Linked DNA regions of Mus musculus: region 1 is linked to region 2. A link is a contact called in public HiChIP or PLAC-seq data. All regions are on one chromosome and are shown on one strand. The core of a region is the stretch at or near the end of the contact, and the rest is flanking DNA. Distances in the headings are between cores, read along the strand shown.

Region 1 (6,106 bases), core at 2,675-5,174, 690 kb after region 2:
ATCATGTTAGATATTATGATGGCCTGATTATTATTTTCATTTGGACATGAGATATGATTGTGTGTCAAGTTGAGAAGGGACAGATTATGATGGCTATTCTTGTTTTTCAACTTAAGATCTTTTTTAAAAGCTTAGGTCTAGGCATGGTGGTACATACTTTTAATCTTAGGAGACAGAGGCAAGCAGATCTCTGAGTTCAAGGCTAGCCTGATGCAAAGCAAGTTCCAGGGGGAAAAAAGCTAAAGTCCAGGCATAGTGGTGTAAGCCTTTAATCTCAGCACTCAGGAGACAGGCATACAGATCTCTGGGTTCAAGTCAGTCTACAGAGCAAGTTCCAGGACAGCTACACTTAGGCATGAAGGAGTTGGAAAATACAAAGCTGGAGATGATGTAATAGAACAAGGTGTGGGTAGGGTGGGGAGAGAGTTGGGGGAGAATGTTCCAGACTCAACAAGCAGCAGAACTCAGCAGCTTTGGCCCAGTAGCTCTAGCTTAGAGTAGAGAATAAAAGGAACTACTGGGACAACTGATGCTAGTTAACTGAACTAAGAAATTAGCAGTGATTAAGAGACCAGCATAACTGAAATAAAATCTGAGAAGTGTTTTCTGAGAGCACAAAGAAGCTGTGTTCCAGAGATAGCCAAGGTTGTACCTCATGCTGCAGCTGAACTTGGAAAGATGTGCGTACCAGGGACTAGCCTCAGCTTGGAAAGGAGTTCCTGAGAGAAGAGGTGTCTGGGAGCAACAAAACAAATAACTCCAAGTCAAACCATGGGTCCAAGCTGATGGCCTGTGTTCTGCTTGAGATGGCCCCCTGGACAGGTCTATTTAGATAGCTCAGGGCTCTGTAGTCTACAGAGACAGCTCTCTCTTGCTAGAAAAAGTTCCTAAAAGCTCTCTGGATAGCTCATGGATTTTCCAACCAAAGTCAGAAAAGCTGCTATAAAATTTCTTGGTTTTTCCAACTCAGTCAGAAAATTCTAAAAGTAATCTTGGTTTTTCTCATCAAAATCAGAAAACCAGAAAACATTCTAAAAGAGCTGTGTTTTCTCTTCAGTCAGCTTTCTCTCTGGATAGCTCCTAGAAAACTAAAAGAGCTGTGTTAGCTAAATAAGTCTTGGGATTTCCAATCAAGATCAGAAATCCTTTTAGAAAGTATTCCAAGGAGTTAACCTTGACACTTAGGAAAAGGACAGCAAGTATATATATATTTTTTAACATTGCAAAAAGAATTCAGAGATCTGCCTGCCTTTGTAAACTTAGCTGGATGGGATCCTGTCCTGAGGTTACCATTCCAAACAAACCTGGACCTAAATTAGCTCTGTCCCAGGCTGACCTTGAGCTCAGGAATCTGTCTGCCTTTGTATGTTTGCCTTTGTATCTTTCTGACAAGCTGGTTGACAAAGCAGCTGCCTCTGCACTCTTTTAGATCTGTGAATCTCCTTATACAATTCATATTCCATCCTTATATTTTGCATAGTTGAAAAGTTATATATTTTTGAACTCATGTTTTTAGAGTTCTTTCCCACAGCCTTGAGGGCTGTCCTGAAGGTCTCAGCATTTACCATTTTGTTGAGACATTAGCCATACCCTCGACTCCTGGACTTGTGCTGTCTCTGATTATCATGGAGTCATTTGCCTTGTCAGAGAGGACATTCCTAGAAGGAGGAACATGAAAATATGTATTATCATACCACAAGTCTTATGCCAATAGCAATGACCATCAACATTGGTGGAGGCCCATGCCTTGCTGGCTCTGTTCCAGGGGCAGAGACCATTTCATTCCATCCCTTACACCAAGCAGGATTTGACATGTAAAATCATCCAAGTGGAACTGGTTTTGACAGTATGAAGGGGTCATGGAGAGCAGCTGAGGCTTGGAACAGTGAGAGTCCAGGGAAGACCATTGGTGAAGGTGCAGCTTCAGTTGCAGTTGATGGCCCAGGATTGAAGGGCTTGACACCATGAAAAAAGCCTATGAGAGGCTATTGATAAAGCCTAGTTGCAGCAGAAGACCCCAGTGAACTAGAGATGCCAGTACCATGGGATGATCACCAAGAATAGCAGCAGCAGTAGAGTGGAGCTGCCCTCTGTAGTGCTCCAAGGTCTACTTTGGCCTTGAAATACTACAGAGGGCAGAGTTGGAGAAGTGACCCAAGCCCTTTGGATTTGCCCAGAAGATCATGTGTTGATCCCAGACATCGTAACAAGGAGCTGTGAAGTTGAAGTTGTCTTGGATACCCCAAGATGTTAGAGATGCCAGAGCTGTGGGATTCCTGTTGGGAAAAGCTGATAACAGGGAGTGGAGCCAGCCCAAGAGAACAAAGTTTGTTGTCGTTGAATGCCAGATCTGCCAACAGCAGTCAACAAGGATGGAAGGAGTTGGAGATCTGAAGAGCACTTTGACATCAGACATGGAGACAAGGAGTTTGGAATTTGCCCGGCTGATTTTTGGTCTTGCTTTGGTTCAGTATTCTTCTCTATGACATTTTGAAATGATAATGTATATCCTGTAATATTGGAGGGTATGTGATCTGCTTTTTTATTTTGATTTTATACGGAATTACAGTTAAGTGATTAGATGAGTCTCAGAAGAGATGTTGAACTTTGGACTTCTAACATTGTTGAGACTGTTATATACTATGGGACTTTTGAAGTTGGAATAAATGAATTTTGCATTATGCTATGGCATACTCATGCGTTTGAACAAGCTCATGGGGGCCAGGGATTAGAATGTGGTAATTTGAATATGCTTGGCCCAGGGAGTGGCACTATTAGGAGGTGTGAGCATGTTGCAGCGGGTATGGCCTTGTTGGAGAGCGTGTGTCACTGTGGGGGTGGGCTTCAAGACCCTTCTCCTATCTGCCTGGAAGTCAGTCTTCTCCCGACTGCCTTTGGATCCAGATGTAGAACACTCTGCTCCTCCAATACCATGTCTATCTGTGCAGCCATGCTTTGTGCCATGATGATAATGGACTGAACCTTTGAACCTGTAAGCCAGCCCTAATTAAATGTTGTTCCTTATAAGAGTTGACTTGGTCATGATGTCTCTTCTCAGCAATGGAAACCCTAACTAAGATAGGAAAGGAACACAGCAGTATGTGAACAGTAAACTGTCTCCACCAGGTTTCATGTATCTCTAAGACATCCCATTTTACAAATGCACATAATTAAATAAGCCCTCCACCATTAGATAGCTCTTAAAATTACCTGAAGGGTGGCTCTACAAGATAGCTCATAGGTAAAGATGGTTGTTGCTAAGCCTAACAGCCTGAATTTGATTCCTGGAACCCACATGGTGGAAGGAGAGAGCTGTCTCTTCTAGTTTGTCCTCTGACCATCACAGGAGAGCTGTGGCATGTGCCACACCCAAACACCCCAAATAAATACATGTGTAAGTTAAGACTGTCTGAATGATGCTATAGTGAGGACATTTATATATATATAACATTTTATTCACATCCTAAAGTGGGATTGTCACCTCCAGTCCCGGAGTGATCTGCCTTGTTCTCATCCCTTCTGCCTTATGGTGGTGTGCATGATGCTGGCCCCGGTGTCCCGGGCAAGAAGAAGGTGAGATAACCAGTACTGCTCTTTTTTCTGTCTCCACCATCTGCCCATTCCCTGCCCAGCAGCCCAGAGCCTGCCTCCCCACCTCATGCCAGGCCTCCTGATGAAGCACTCCAGAGGTAGTGTCATTGCCCACAGTCCAGCCAAGTCTGGGAGCAGAGACTCAGGATTACAGGCTCAAGTGCCTTCAATTACAGACCCCTTGAGGCTCTAACTGGCATGTGGAGAGCCAGAAACAAGCTACCTCAAGTGGCAGGAGTGGCTGTTTACTTAGTGCCTCCTCCTCCCTCTGCCCCGCAGGGCTGATTTGGGTCACCTAGCAGTATTGCAACATGACCCTGAGCCACTCCACTCGACAAGCAGGACTGTGTGAGCCAGAACACACTCCCACAGACCTTTGCCCTTTGTACCGCCTAACAGGCTGTTGGGCTGTAAGCACCTTGCACACTGAGCTCATAGTCTGCATTAAAAACCTGACTGCAGTTTGACCCTCTCCCCTTCTTGCTCTCCCGGGAGCTTCCGGTATATACTTGGCCGAATCTCACTCATTGCCTATCTTCCCGACTCCCTGCTTCGGCTGTCTGTATTTCCCAGCTCTTTTGTTTGTTGGTTGGTTGGTTGGTTTTTATTTTCTAAACAAGTTTCACTGTCTAGCCTTAGATATTCTGGAACTTATTCTGTAGACCAGGCTGGCCTCAAACTCACAGAGATCTGCCTGGCTCTGCCTCCTATGTGCTGGGATTAAAGGTGTACTCCACCACCTCCTGGCTGTATGCCCCAGTTCTTTGACTGACTCTACTCATATCTTCTGTCACCCAGCCTTCTTTAGAGAAGTATTTGTAGCACGTGAAAGAAGTACCTAGAATATATCAAGAATCCTTCCTACAAAGTCATATGAACGAACAAGTTTTAGAAATGGGTAAAGAGGGCCAGAGAGATGGCTCAGCAGTTACGAGTGAGTGCAGCTCTTGTAGAGGACCTGAGTTCAGGTTCCTTCAGGTTCCAGCATCCGAGTGTGGAAGCTTGCAACTGCCTCTAACTTCAGCCTCCCGCTTCAGTGGACAACTGCACTGTGTGTACACTCACACAGAAATGTAATTTAAAATAGTATTGTCTAGGGCTCCCAATGGAGGAGCTAGAGAAAGTAGCCAAGGAGCTAAAGGGATCTGCAACCCTATAGGTGGAACAACATTATGAGCTAACCAGTACCCCGGAGCTCTTGACTCTAGCTGCATATATATCAAAAGATGGCCTAGTCGGCCATCACTGGAAAGAGAGGCCCATTGGACTTGCAAACTTTATATGCCCCAGTACAGGGGAATACCAGGGCCAAAAAGGGGGAGTGGGTGGGCAGGGGAGTGGGGGTGGGTGGATATGGGGGACTTTTGGTATAGCATTGGAAATGTAAATGAGTTAAATACCTAATAAAAAATGGAAAAAAAAAAGACAGAGATAATTTTTTAAAAGACTAAAAAAAATAAAATAAAATAAAATAGTATTGTCTTTAAAACTAAGAATAAATAGTAATGGTGGGTAAAGAATTTAAAATGCAAACAGTAGAGACAGCCCAACAAATGGCAACAACAGAGTCTTAACTTCACTTGGGAACTGGAAATTTTATACAATGCTGTGATACTGTCTCACACCTAGCAAGTGGACACAATTTTTCATAACCCAACACCACCAACTATGAGGGGACCTTGTATTTGGATTTTAGGTACTAGAAGTATGAATTTAAAACCTGCCCAGGTGGGGTAGGAAGATTGCTCAGTACACAGCCAGGTAGGTACTTTCTAAGCAAGCGGCAAGACCTGAGCTCAGTTCAGTTAAAAGAAAAACAAAAATTCCCAGCATGGTGACATGTCTGTTGTTGCAGTGTGGGGAGGCAGAGACGGGATCTGGAGGCTTTCTGGCCAGCCGGTCTAACCAAATTGAGAGGAATCAAAATCTTCAAGGCAAGGCCTCTCACTGAACCGAAACAATCTCAATTTGACTCAAAAAGGACCTGAACTCTAGTCCCAGGCAATCTGTTCCCATCTTCCAGCCTCCACAAACATCCCCCGCCCTCCAGAGAGAGAGGCATAAGTAAAAATAAATCTTAAAAAAAAAAAAAAAAAAAAGATGATAAGTGGTAAAGACACCGGAAGCTGATCTCTAGGAACGGTCTACACCGAGCTTCCCCTGAAACGTTTGTTTTGACTGAAAGGATTGATGGGACCAGAGCTGTGTAATCTTCCAGTCCAGACCAAGAGACCCGGATCTTCCCTTTGCATCTGGAGTGCTCCTCGTCAATGCCAAGCCTCGAGGAAGTCCCAGGGAGCCATATAGAGCCAAGGAACTTTCTGCTGTCCTATTGTCCAGCCGACACCTCAGGAGACAGAACCTCCCATGGGAACTGTAGTAGATTTATGTTGTTGTAAGCTGAAGGCTACACAGCAATAGGTGGCCAAACTCTAGCAGTTCTACTCAAAGGCTATATTTGAAACAAGTTCTCTCACAGGGGCACAGTGAGGCAGGTTCTTATCAAAGTGTTCTC
Region 2 (6,138 bases), core at 3,388-5,887:
CATGACCCAGACCAAGCCTCTCAAAGAGAAGACACCAAGAACAAATGTATCTTATATGAACCCCATAGGGTGTCTAGATGTCATGGCCAATCCTGGGGCCATGCTGATCTGGAAGTTGGAGCTCTTCTGAGGCTATTATTAAGCCACTTACGGGCTTTGCACAGAGAGGCTGGCTGCAGAGCAGCCCTTGTTGGGGGACTGGCTGATGTCAGATGGAGAAACATACTCCTCACATGCAAGGATCCTCAAAAGCCTCCTGTTTATCTCCAACATCCAACCTACCTGGTTATGGCCCTTGTTCTGTCCTCTGAGGGAGGCACCAGGTCAGGTGGCCCCATACCACCGCCCATGTGGCACAGACTGGATCAGTTTCCCTATCTGCCTGTTCCCTGTGGACTCCTCTGCCAGTGTTCTCTCCAACACCCAGGACACAGCAAGTGCTCAAGGAACAAGAGCCTGTGAGTATCACACTTCAGCTCAGCCAGCAAGAACAACTCAGTGCACAGAGGCATAAGGACCTCTGGTACCTCCACAAAAAGCACCTCTTTCCAGAGAGCTGACTCTTGCAAATGACATCAGCTCCACCCTAAAGTTGCAGGGCCTAGGATTGTGAAGTCCCTTCTATAGGAGACTTATAAACTAGAGAGCTGGACTGGGAAAGTGGCTCAGATGTTGCCTGTTGCAGGGCAACCCTGTGGCCCAAGGCTCCATGTCCAAATACAGGGCAGGAGATTAAGTCTACGGTAGCAGATGTAATTGATGTAGGAATATACAGGGGCCAATGGACGGCAGGAACAGGCTGAGGCAGACGCCAGAGTCATTCAGAGGCAGGCTCCCTGGGTTATGAAAATCATGAAATTGTGTCAGTGTTCAATTACAAACCTGGCAGTAGGAAACATGCCCCCGTTTACATAGTGCCTAACTCCTCTTGCTGGATTCTCAATGGCAATTTTTGGAGGTAGGGATCTTTTTTGGGGTAACATTCCAGTCATCGTACAACTCCAGTCCTAGCCATAATAGTAGAGTATCTTTCCCCTCACAAAATAAGCACAAGAAACTAAAAAACATTACAGACTCTTACATACTTAAAAAGATTCTATTATTTTTCTTCATTCTTTTGAAATCGGGCTGTAGTTGTGTAGTTCTGTCTGGCCTAGAACTCACTCTGTAGACCAGGCTGGCCTTTATCTCACATAGATTCGCCTGCCTCTGCCTCCCAAGTGCTGGGATAAAAGGTGTGTGCCACCACACCTGCCTTATTTTTATGTATGTATACATGTTTGTGTCTGTGTTCATATATGTACATGGGGGTCTCTGGGGAGTGTCAGATCTGCTGGGGCTAGAGTTAAAGGTGGCTGTGAAGCGTCCTACAGAAGTGCCAGGTCCTCTCTGCAGAAGTGCTCTTAACCACTGGACCACCCTCCCGGTTCCCTTCCCTTGCTTTGGCTGGGATGCTCATTTACTCAAAACTAAGCTTAGAACAGCAAAGCTATGCTGAGCTGGGGTTGCTGAGCAGCTGGCTTGGCTCACTCGCAGGCTAAGGACACCTGCCTGCCATACCAGCCTTAGCAGAACGACAAGCTCTTCACAGTCACTCAGCACATGCTAAGCCCACGTGACACGGAGCTACATTTTACTATTCCCAGCTCACGAATGACAACACCAAGAACTTTGTTGTAATTTTTGAATCACATAGTTACAGCAATGACCTAGTCTGGTGCTCTGCCCCCAAGGCCCACATAATCTCCAAAAATATTGACTCCTTGATACTTCAGCTGGGCTCAGCTGGGCTGACCACTCACACTGGGGATAGCACTGAGAAAGACTTGTGACCCAAATCCAGCAATACCCAGACTGTACCAGGACCTGTGCATAAAAGCCACAGCATTCGCGTATCTCCTAAGTGGCTCTGTTCATACAAACAGATCACCATCTCTGGTCTGACTTGCAATAACCCTTGAGCTACACCTGATCCCTGGTCCCAAATCAGCTCTAAATTTAGTTAAGCCTGCCATTCCCCTGCCCAGTACCCATAGCTACCCTTCTAAAGTCTTAGCATATCTTCTAGCCAATAGACTAGGTCCCAGCTCACCAGCACCCTTTGTCTTTCCTCCCACATGGTTAGCAACACACACACACACACACACACACACACACTATTAAGTGGATGTCCATAGCAGTTCTTGCTACAACCAAATTCCTTTCTGCATCCTTCTAACCTCTGGAAGTCAGTAAAGCTGTCATGACCCACTACACCCAGCACAGCTCAATGGTTCCTAAAGCCACTGTCCCTCCTTGCTGCCCCTCTGCCCAGGGAATGTTCCCTTCCAGCTTCCATCTCTCCAAAGCTGGATGCTTCTGGGGACATCCTGCCAGCCCAGCTGGCTAAGTACTCTGGTCCGACTTCTGTGGCCAACATGTTGCAAAACAGTTTCTGGGAATGCAAGGAGGGCTCGGGGGACTGCCACACAGATGCTGGCTCCACACACAGGCACGGGCTGACCACAGCACTTGGCCCTAGAGGTGGCCCTTGGCTCTCAATCAAACCCTGCAAGGGTCTCAGAAGGGCTGACATTAGCAGTAGAAGGGCAGAGTGAGACCATCAGCCAGGGATGGAGAGGTAGGCAGCAGAGAGAACACCAGTGACCCCACACTAAGGGTTTTGCAATAACCTTCCCTGGTGGCTCCTTGGGGAAGCTGCCAGCCCATGAATTTTTACAGAGACAACCTCCCTGCAAGCCTCTCAACAAGCAATCCTGCCTTGACGTCAAACTCCAAGTCGGGGAACTTCAAACACAAACAAACAAGTCTGCCCCAGACCACAGTGGAGATGTTCCCAAGGAGGGCTGGCTGGCGGAGAGTGGCCACAGCTGGGCGCATGAAGCTTACTCCCCTGTCCACATCTGCCACGGCTGAACTCTGTGACCTGGTCCTAAGCTGTAAATGCAAGGGTCTACCCCACGATGCTCCCTAGCCCTGTTGGCGCGTGAAGGCGCCCACTGGGGTGCAGTGACCCTGCCCTTGAAACGCTCCAGCCAGTTTGCTCCTCCGTGCGAGCAGCACTATCCCCAGATAACATCACAAGGTCTAACCACTCTGAGACTATGTACTGAAGCCAGGAAGGAGAATGGCTTGCGCAAAAGCACTTAGTGGGGCTTGCTGAGAAACTCCAAGTGTAAGCCAGGCAAGGATGACAGATAGCCAAGGATCTGACTTCTCGGTGACATCTTCTGACCCAATCTTATTCTCCACAGAGGCTGTGAGCCTCAACAAGACTTCTCTGGCCTTTGCAAAGCAGCCTTTGCCTTGGAAAGTCTGTGGATGATCTGCCCCGGGACTGTTTTTCCAAGGTTTGCTTCCTGTCCTACCTCATTACTCTGACCCCTAAACCCTTGCCTTTGTGCTCTTGGTCCCTGCACTCCTGGGGAGCCTCAGAGACAACCTGGACTAAATCGGGAGAGAGCAAGCATTCACTTTATCCTCACATTTCCCATGTCCTGAAGTGACTGCCCACGGAGGCAAGAAGAGAAGTGTGGCTGTCATTCATTCATTCATTCATTCATTCATTCAATAGTTAAATCGCATCCTTCCAGAGTCAGGTATGGTGTCTGTCATGAGCAGCATGGTTCCCAGGATCCACTGGGGACCAGGGATGTGTCCATAGGCGTGCCTGGCTGGGAAACAGGAGAGGAGGCAGAGAACAGATATGTCATGTTCCATGAACGTCCATGACACAGAAGCTTCCGTGGACACAGGTCACTAACATATCACTAACACAGAGGTCCCTGGTGCTTTGTACTTCTGTTGGGAAACTGAGAGGAGGGACAACAGGTCACGTACTACGCACACATCAGGTCTTCAGACACACCTGTGTCCTGGTTCAAATTCCCCCACATACTTGTCTGAAGTTCACCAGACCTGCAACACTTAGAAGAAATCAGTTTCCTCCTCATGCACAGAGGTTGGTGGATACTCTGGCCCAACTGTGAGGTGTAGGGGTGTCTGGGACCTACAAGGAATCAGAGAGGAGGGCACCCCTAAAATGGAGCAAGGGACATGGCACATACTGACGGAAAGATGGGGGGCCATGCTAGGTATGTGTGGGGGCACCCTATGAGCAAAGATGAGTGTCATAAAAGATTTTAAATAGGGTCAGGGGAGATAGCTGGAGATCTGAAAGGACCAAGAAGAGAAGGGCAGCAGAGCTGGTGTAGGACAAGACTGGATCCTATATGTCCTAGAAAGTTCTGGAAACTTCTACAAGGTCTTGGAAGAACACAGCATTAAAATAGCTGCCGTCATGCAGGTATGGGGTAGGATGTACACGGAGGAATGTGATCTGATTTGCATTTCTGAATGATCATCGTCATTTTGGAAACCACTCGGAGAACAGATTGAAGTGGGCGTGGAGAAAGCAGAGACGGGAAAATCAAGGAAGAAGGACCCCACCGCAACTCAGCACAAGATGGGAACAAACGGTAATTTAGCTAGTGGCAGAGTGGGTGGAATGAAGAAGCAGATCCAAGAGATGTTCTATTGGCATTCTTTTTTTTTTTTTACTATAAAGATAAGACTTCCTTCTTGCTCGTCCCGGGCATTTCTGGCATACCAGCGCTCTGGAATGCAGGAAGCTTAGCACTGAAGCTCAGAACAAATTAGCTAACCACATGGAGCCCGGGTGGCTGTTTGATTTACTAGAACTTGGCACTTTGTGTGTTCTGCGGTGGGGAAGCCTTTTGCCAAAGGACCAACCTGGCAGGGCACAGACTGCAGACTCAATAGCCCAGGTTCCCATCACCCCGCTTCTAAACACAGCACCTGCCTTACCTACCAGGGAGAGGGGGCCTGTGCTTGCTTAAAGCAAAACTTGGTGTTTCCCTGTACTCTACTTGAAAACAGAGACTGCCCTCTCCAGCCAGCCTGTCACACTGGTTCTGTCCACCCCTCTTTGCTAAGGGGAGACAGTTTTCCCCAACTTAACTGTAAAAGCCATCAGAGTTCATAGCCGCACAGCCCCAAGCTCATGTCTCACTTCCATCTGCTGCTACTTGTGGCTTCGGACAACTGACAGACTGTCTGGCCCTTCACTTCCTCTGTCCTAAGTGAGGAAAAAGATCTCCAGGCAGCCAAAATGTCGGTGTGAGTTTTGAGTAGCTAGCATGCTGTGGATCCCCCCCCCAACCCCCGTTCACATCCCCACCCTCCTCCTCTGCAGCTTTAAGCATCATGGAAAAGGCCTAACAAGGGAACCAGGTGATGGGAAGCAGGGTGGACTTCTGATGGCTTGTGTCCAAATGTAGGATCTGGTTTACTGATCTGTGGTCCCATGTGGCAGTTACCTGTGGGACAAGGAGAGCAACTGGTTCTGAGCACAAGTGCACATGAGCTCCTACCTACACCCCATTTACAATCTGAGGTTCACCTTGTCTTAGTTAGGGTTTTACTGCTGTGAACAGACACCAAGACCAAGGCAAGTCTTATAAAGGAAAACATTGAATTGGGTCTGGCCTACAGGTTCGGAGGTTCAGTCTATTATCATCAAGGCGGGAGCATGGCAGCATCCAGACAAGCATGATGAAGGCAAAGCTGAGAGTTCTACATCTTCATCTGAAGGCTGCTAGTGGAAGACTGACTTCCAAGCAGCAAGGATGAGGGTCTTATAGCCTGTATCAACTCTGACAGGGCCACGCCTTCTAATAGTGCCACTCCATGGACTGAGTATATACACCCCAAGGCCTGAACAGGGCCTCTGAGACAGACCTACGATGGGACCAAAATGACATGACCAGCTGCTGTGTGACAGTGTTTATGGTCATGTATTACACCCTCGATGAGTTAAAACGCTTCACACACAGGGCACTCAATTGATCCTCATGCCACTTGTCAGAACTTAGCTCTGTCTCCATGCATTCCTGTCCCCACAGAATGGGGTGGAGGGACACACACACACACACACACACACACACACACACACAGAGGAAAGCATGGCTTTGAGCTGAGAGACTAAAACACTGAGTCCCAAGCAGAGTTACTATGTGGTAAGCTGTGGGTGCCTGGACAAAGCCATCACCCCTTCTTTCAGAAGGGAACCTGTGAAGGCCACTCAACTAGTTGGAATCTTCTCCATTAGGAATAGCA

Evidence for each region. HiChIP or PLAC-seq counts read pairs in DNA pulled down with a chosen protein or histone mark.
Region 1: an HNF4G HiChIP or PLAC-seq map of pancreatic cancer cells shows a contact between it and region 2. The contact joins two enhancer-like sites. A contact is called at or near these places in 1 of 115 datasets of contacts at active chromatin or transcription factors (pancreatic cancer cells) and 1 of 9 other capture datasets (embryonic stem cells).

The regions. Positions count from the first base shown.
Region 1 is chr11:79,767,772-79,773,877 of GRCm38.p6, forward strand. All of the region lies in intron 2 of 9130204K15Rik (a long non-coding RNA gene), which reads right to left. Among named protein-coding and RNA genes, the nearest start is that of 9130204K15Rik, 26 kb to the right of the region's middle. Within about 2 kb of position 3,925, at least 34 of the 459 cell types and tissues checked have an H3K27ac peak or open chromatin away from gene starts, as enhancers often do. A contact at or near this core is called in pancreatic cancer cells, where this site is marked.
Region 2 is chr11:79,078,689-79,084,826 of GRCm38.p6, forward strand. All of the region lies in intron 1 of Ksr1 (kinase suppressor of ras 1), which reads right to left. Among named protein-coding and RNA genes, the nearest start is that of Gm11201, 58 kb to the left of the region's middle. Within about 2 kb of position 4,638, at least 29 of the 459 cell types and tissues checked have an H3K27ac peak or open chromatin away from gene starts, as enhancers often do. A contact at or near this core is called in pancreatic cancer cells, where this site is marked.